Linked DNA regions of Mus musculus: region 1 is linked to region 2. The links are chromatin contacts, called in public promoter capture Hi-C maps. All regions are on one chromosome and are shown on one strand. Each heading gives the region's core, a stretch centred on a gene start, on an enhancer-like site or on the middle of the called end of the contact. The rest is flanking DNA. Distances are from core to core; before and after follow the strand shown.

Region 1 (2,849 bases), core at 308-2,807, 270 kb after region 2:
AAAATCAGAGGCCACTATTGGAGGTGCTCACAGTTGTCAGGTGGGGACTGGTGTAGGCATGCTTTCAAATCCTAGCTCTGACCCTTCTTGTGTGACGTAGGCAAGGTGCTGAGATGATGAGGAACTGCACATGCCCCGCTAGTGTGTATCACCTCTTGTTGTGAGAGAGACTCTTCCTCCCAAGGCCTGCCTCACTCCTGCTCTAGCCTGGCAGCGCTAGCAGCTTTCTCCCTCTCCGGGCAAAATACAGCTCAGCCAAGTTCAGGGCTGCCTTGCTTTCTATGCCACCCGAGAGCTGTCTGAAGAGTGTTAAAGAGCAGCAGCTGTCACTTGTGGAGGCAGGAGCGCCAGCCAGGGGTCCTGGGGCCATGCTGCTGTTTATGCAGACTATGAGGCCTCTCCAGCTTTTACAACTGTTTACTGTGCAGGAAGCAGCCCAGCAGCTGGGCTTTTCCTGAGCCTCGCTCTGCTACCCTCTCTTTGAGAAAGTCGGCCCGAGTGCCACTCACTCTAGGACCTCTGGAGAGGTGCAAGCTAGGATGTAGGCACACACACACACACTCACACACACACACACACACACACACACACACACACACACACACACATATATATACAGAGAGAGAGAGAGATCTGTGAAAGGGGACATGATGTGGTGGGACAGGGGACAGATACAAAAAGAGAGATGTGACCAGAGCACAGGTCAGGAAGATAAAGCATAGAAATGGACAGAGTCAATGGTGAAGATGGCTGGACAAACGGGTTCACACGCAAGACTTGAGAGGGAACAAAGGAGAGACACGGGAAGCCCCAGGGAAGAAAGGCCAGCCTGTCTGCTTTGCACAGCACCGGGCATTTCTCTACTGTCACAAAGGATCCTGCAGGAGAGCCAGGAGTAAGGGGCTTAGTGAGCAGTCACATCTTTACCCCAAACTGTGCGTGCTTTCCAACAGCAAGTAGAAGGGGCAGGATTTAGTGAGGATCGTGAGTTTCACTTCTTATTTAAAACTTAAGACAGCAACAATAAAAAGACTCGGCTAAAATATCACCCAACCAGGCCACCTCCCATGCAACTTAAAGTTAAGTGCCCCCATCCCAGCGCCCTGTACCTTTAAGGAGGAGAAGACGCCTCTCTGCTTCCCTTGGGCTGAAGAGGCAGGTTATTCTAGGCAATAGCGATGACTTACCTAAAACTGAGTTATTCCCCTTTCCTCCCGGCCAGCCTCTCTTCACTCTGGGGAGCTTTTACCATTTAAGGTCAATGTTACATCTGGCTCCAGAGCTCCAAGCTGAAAAGCTCTGGCTGCAGAGCCCCAGCTGCCTGCCTCCTCCTCAGAGAGGGGCTGGATGAGGGGCTGGGACTGGGAACCAGTGTTCCACCAGGGCCCCCTGCAGCCTGGCTCTGGGTTGAAAGCAGGAGAAGCCTTCCAGCCAGCCTAGGGTTCAAGGAAGGTTGGGCCTGAATAGTAGCCCCTATCCCCAGGCTTTTGCAAGGGGCACCCCCATAGCCGATGGCAGTGCCTTGGGGCGGGGAGCAGTTGAAGATGCTGGACTCTGTCTGTGCCAGAGGGGTATGAAGGGGACATCTGCAGACCAGCCTCCCACCCCTGAGTGTCCAGCAAGCATGTGAGCCTAGATAAGATCCTGGCTCACCGCCAGCAGAAGCTGGGAATGTTTCCTGTCCCAGGGATTTGGAGGCGGAGGCTGCTCCCATCTTAAACCCTCGGGATTGCTAGAGAGAACAGGGGCATGGTGAGGGGGATTAACTAAGTCCAGGCCTGGCAGCAGCCCCAGGGGTCAGCCCCAGCTCCTCCACTTAACCATCCTGTAGCCTTAACATAGCAAATCTCAGTCTATTCATCTCTGAAGTGGGACAACAATGAAAAATCAGGACACTGTGGGTTAGGGTCTCATAGGTACTAGAAAGGCACGGAAGAGTTTCCAACCCTGAGTTACCTCAACTCCGGTGGGGAAAGCTGCCTTTCTTCTGCCACGCTTGGTCTTCATCCTCAATATAGTCCAAGCCTGGGATCACAGACTGTCAACCCTAACACAGCCACATGGGGGCCCCACAGCCCCTTCTGCAGTTAGAGACAGCAACAGAGAAGCCCTTGGGAGGGGTGGCCAGATAACCAGATACTCAAATTTAAATCTCAAACGAAATGCTATTATTTCCATATAAGGATGCCCCCAAATACATAATTGTACCACAAGATTGTATGTTGCTCATTTGAAGTTAAATGAAACTGGGCATTTTTACTGGCTAAACCTGAGAACTCCACAGCAGATTCACTTGTTGGTCCTGTGTGAGAGCTCTAAAGGGTATTACAAGAACTCCTGGGAGCCAGAGGCTAAAACTGAACCTAAGGCTTTGCGTGCTTGTGAGTGTATGCACACTTTTGTATGTGTGTAAGCCTCTTAGTAAACACCCACTCTATTCCTAACAGTGCACTTGATACTTTGCCTGGAAGCAAGTGTCTATCTCACAAGTGTCTTCTCAAACAGAATCATTACATCTTTCTTTTGAAAAGGAAATCGAGGCTCAAAGAAATAGATCTGCTCTTCAGATGCTCTGCAGCCTGAGTGCCAGGGCCTAGACATGAGCTGAGGTGGTTCCATCTACAACTCCTTCCTCTTTACCACCTACCACCCTCTCCACCATGGCTCTAACCGAAGGGGTCCTGTACGGCCTCGGTGAGTCTCTGAGCCAGCACTTGGCTGTGTTTCTCCTGGTGGTGGCCTGAAGCTTTCACCAGACTCGCAAGGCAGTCACCAAGTGACTTTTTAAAATTCACTTCAATTACAAGCATTTTATAAAACATCACTTGGTGACTGTGCAAAGTGGAGCA
Region 2 (2,813 bases), core at 221-2,720:
CTATACATCATCATCTATCCATCTATCCATCTAGGCAGCCAGCATCCATCCATCCATCCATCCATCCATCCATCCACCCATCAGTCCATCCACCCATCAGTCCATCCATCCATTTGTCCATCCATATACCCTCTGTCCATCCATCCATCCATCCATCCATCCATCCATCTATCCATCCATCCATCCAGGAAAATTCTCTGCCAGGATCTGAGATAGACAGTAGGAACATGGTGTGAGAAATGCTCTCTTCCCTCAAGGAATATTGTTCTCTCCCCTGAACTCCAGGGTTCTGATTCCCAGGGCTCTCTGAAGTGCCTATTTCCAATCTATGCTCATGAGAAGCAATAGCAGGGAAGACTGACAAGAAACAGGCAAGCATATAATTATTGTTAAAATATGCCTTGTGTTGGCTAAATGCTATGTAGGAAATAAAGGGAAGACCAAAAGGGAGCAAGAGGGTGTCAGCATAAGCTCTCTGGGAGGAGACCCTGAGATCTGAAAACTGTACTAGAGAATCAACAACATACACACAATCACAAAGAAGGGAAAAAAATGTTAAGGCCACACCTAAAATCCCAGTGCTTAGATGGTTGAAGCTAGGGGCTCAGGAGTTCAAAGTCATCCTTGCCTGCATTGTATTTGTGACCAACCTGAGCTACATAGTGAAACTCTCTCTTTAAAGAATCTAAGGCTCCGAGGGAGTAAAGAAAATATGTTATAGAAAGACCGGTTGAAGAATAGCACGGCAGAGAGTCGAATGAAGTGTGGTGAAGGTTGAATGCAGGAGACACAGCTGAGGCAAAATCTAAGGGAAGGTGAGTACCGGTCAGGAAGCTTCCACTAAAGGTCCTTACTCCAAAGTCTATGGGGAAGTGATGGTGGCTTGATCTCATCTCACGGGAGACACTTCTGAGCGTAGAGCTGGCAGTCCAGGGCAAGGGGCCTTCATGCCCGACTCCCAGGTTGCCCAAACCTGAGGTCATTAGATAGAGATAGCAAACAGGGTATCTTTGCAGAGTGGAGCCAAGTGTTCAGAGATCAGCTTTGGCTGCTGTCTTTGAGAGATTTGAGAAGCATCTGAGCATCTCCAGCAGATGGGAGCAGTGTGGGGGAACATGAAGTTGGTATCAAAGAGCTGCAGGCTGGGATGTGTGCTTATCGAGAAGAGGCAGGGTAGTGAGAGCTTTCTCATTCCATCCCCATAAACAGCCCTAGCATCCAGGCTCTGTAAAACTTCCAGAGCACAGGGCTCAGGGGTTGGGTTCTCTACTGTTCTTCTCCTTGGAGGGTCCCTGCAGGCTCAGGGCTGCTCGCAAGTGATGAGTCTGCTAGGGCAGGGAATTTTCCCTTCTCTAGGGGACTAGCTTTTCCGAGGATTGTTCTAAATTCCATTGGTGAGTCCTTGCTCAGTCCTGGAAACAGTTCCTCTTTATGTAAGCCCTCTCAGAAAGTGACAAATCCTGAAAGAATGCTTCAGTGTTCAGATGTAGCCCAGGCAGAGGGCACTGCTCACTGGCGGCTTGGAAGCAGGAACAGAGGATGTGCCACAGGCAGAGCTAGAAAATAGATGCAGGTGGCCTCTGAGTCACCAGCTCTAGTTGTGTGTGTGTGTGTGTGTGTGTGGCACTCATAGTCCTCCCCATGTTCCAGACAGAAAGGGGACATTGGAAAAGGAAGCGGCACGTCTCTTTGAGGGGTAGGAGAACACAGCGTGCCGCTCTGGCTTCCAGCTCAGGAACAATTTCTTGCTGAGGGCTTTGAATTTGCTTCGGGGCTTAGCACAAGGGACCTGGGTTCTTGCTGCCCCTATCCTGGGCTTTAGAGGACACACTGGGATGGGGCAGAGCCCTTTATGACTAGTTACTTGTCTTTGTTTACTAAACAGGGATCGCCAAGCAACTTTTTCAGGGAGGAAGGCTCCACCTTCCGATTGTGGGTGATCCTGACACTTGAACAGGGTCTCTCTCTCTCTTCTCCCCACCATATGGAATCAGTGGTGGATAAGGGACAAGTGTTGGCAATAACTATAGAATGTTGTTGGAGGGATAGAAAGATGGTAAGATGTGGAGACAGGAGGGTCACTAAGAGTTTGGGTGCAAGCCTGGGCTATATAATAAGTTCAAGGGTAGCCTGGGCTACAAAGTGAAACTGTCTTAAAAACCAAAAAAGTACCAACCAATCAACCAATCAATCAAACAAACAAATAAAGCCAAAAGTAATACCAGCATCAACTTGCAGAGATGGATCTTGGTGGCCTTCTCCCTCATTGGCCTTCCTCCCATCCTCAACTACTTCACCTTGGGGTTAAAGCCAGTCCTACCTCTAGGGATGAGACAAAACAAAAGAGGCAGGAAGTTTATCCATGGGTTTCTCTGGGTATATTGCAGCTCAGGAATGGTGGGCCCTGAATCACTATCTAGGGAACCCTACCCCTTCCCTTTCTTCTCTTTCTTGTGAGCTGTCTCTTGTTGATGGATCTCAAACCCAGGTCCTCACACTCTGAACTGCCTCCTCTTGGGAGTTTTACAGTTAGGACACCTCTCTTGGACCTACATTTAGTGACTGTCTGTTCTTCAGTCCATGCTTGGCCTGCCTCTGCTGCTTCTCTGCTCTCCCTCCTAGATCCGTCCTGGCTCTGCTGGCTCAAGCCGCTCACCCCGTTGCCTCCTTGGGAGCTCTACCGTCGCTGGCTGCTCTCTGAAGCTGCTTTCCTCTTAGAGCTTCCTGGCCTACCTCTGACCTCCTTTCAAATGTCACTTGAACTGTAGCCTCTGTACATCTTACAGCAGCTAGACCTTCTTCACCTGCCTCTC

Evidence for each region. Promoter capture Hi-C pulls out the DNA fragments that hold promoters and counts their contacts.
Region 1: a promoter capture Hi-C map of hippocampal neurons shows a contact between it and region 2, with 2.8 times the contacts expected there. The contact joins the promoter of Mrvi1 here to the enhancer-like site in region 2. A contact is called at or near these places in 12 of 39 promoter capture datasets (the 3T3-L1 cell line, 3T3-L1-derived adipocytes, the C10 cell line and 8 more), 2 of 15 datasets of contacts at CTCF or cohesin (the NIH/3T3 cell line and pro-B cells), 3 of 484 Hi-C or Micro-C datasets (the HL-1 cell line, bone marrow-derived macrophages and uterus), 2 of 115 datasets of contacts at active chromatin or transcription factors (both in embryonic stem cells) and 4 of 9 other capture datasets (adipose tissue, embryonic stem cells, liver and 1 more).

Annotation. Positions count from the first base shown.
Region 1 is chr7:110,980,904-110,983,752 of GRCm38.p6, forward strand. It overlaps Mrvi1 (MRV integration site 1), which reads right to left and starts at 1,558. Exons shown (of 21, transcript NM_194464.3): 1 at 1,110-1,558.
Region 2 is chr7:110,714,206-110,717,018 of GRCm38.p6, forward strand. No RefSeq gene overlaps it. Among named protein-coding and RNA genes, the nearest start is that of Gm21123, 16 kb to the left of the region's middle. Within about 2 kb of position 1,471, at least 108 of the 459 cell types and tissues checked have an H3K27ac peak or open chromatin away from gene starts, as enhancers often do. A contact at or near this core is called in the HL-1 cell line, the NIH/3T3 cell line, adipose tissue and 2 more, where this site is marked.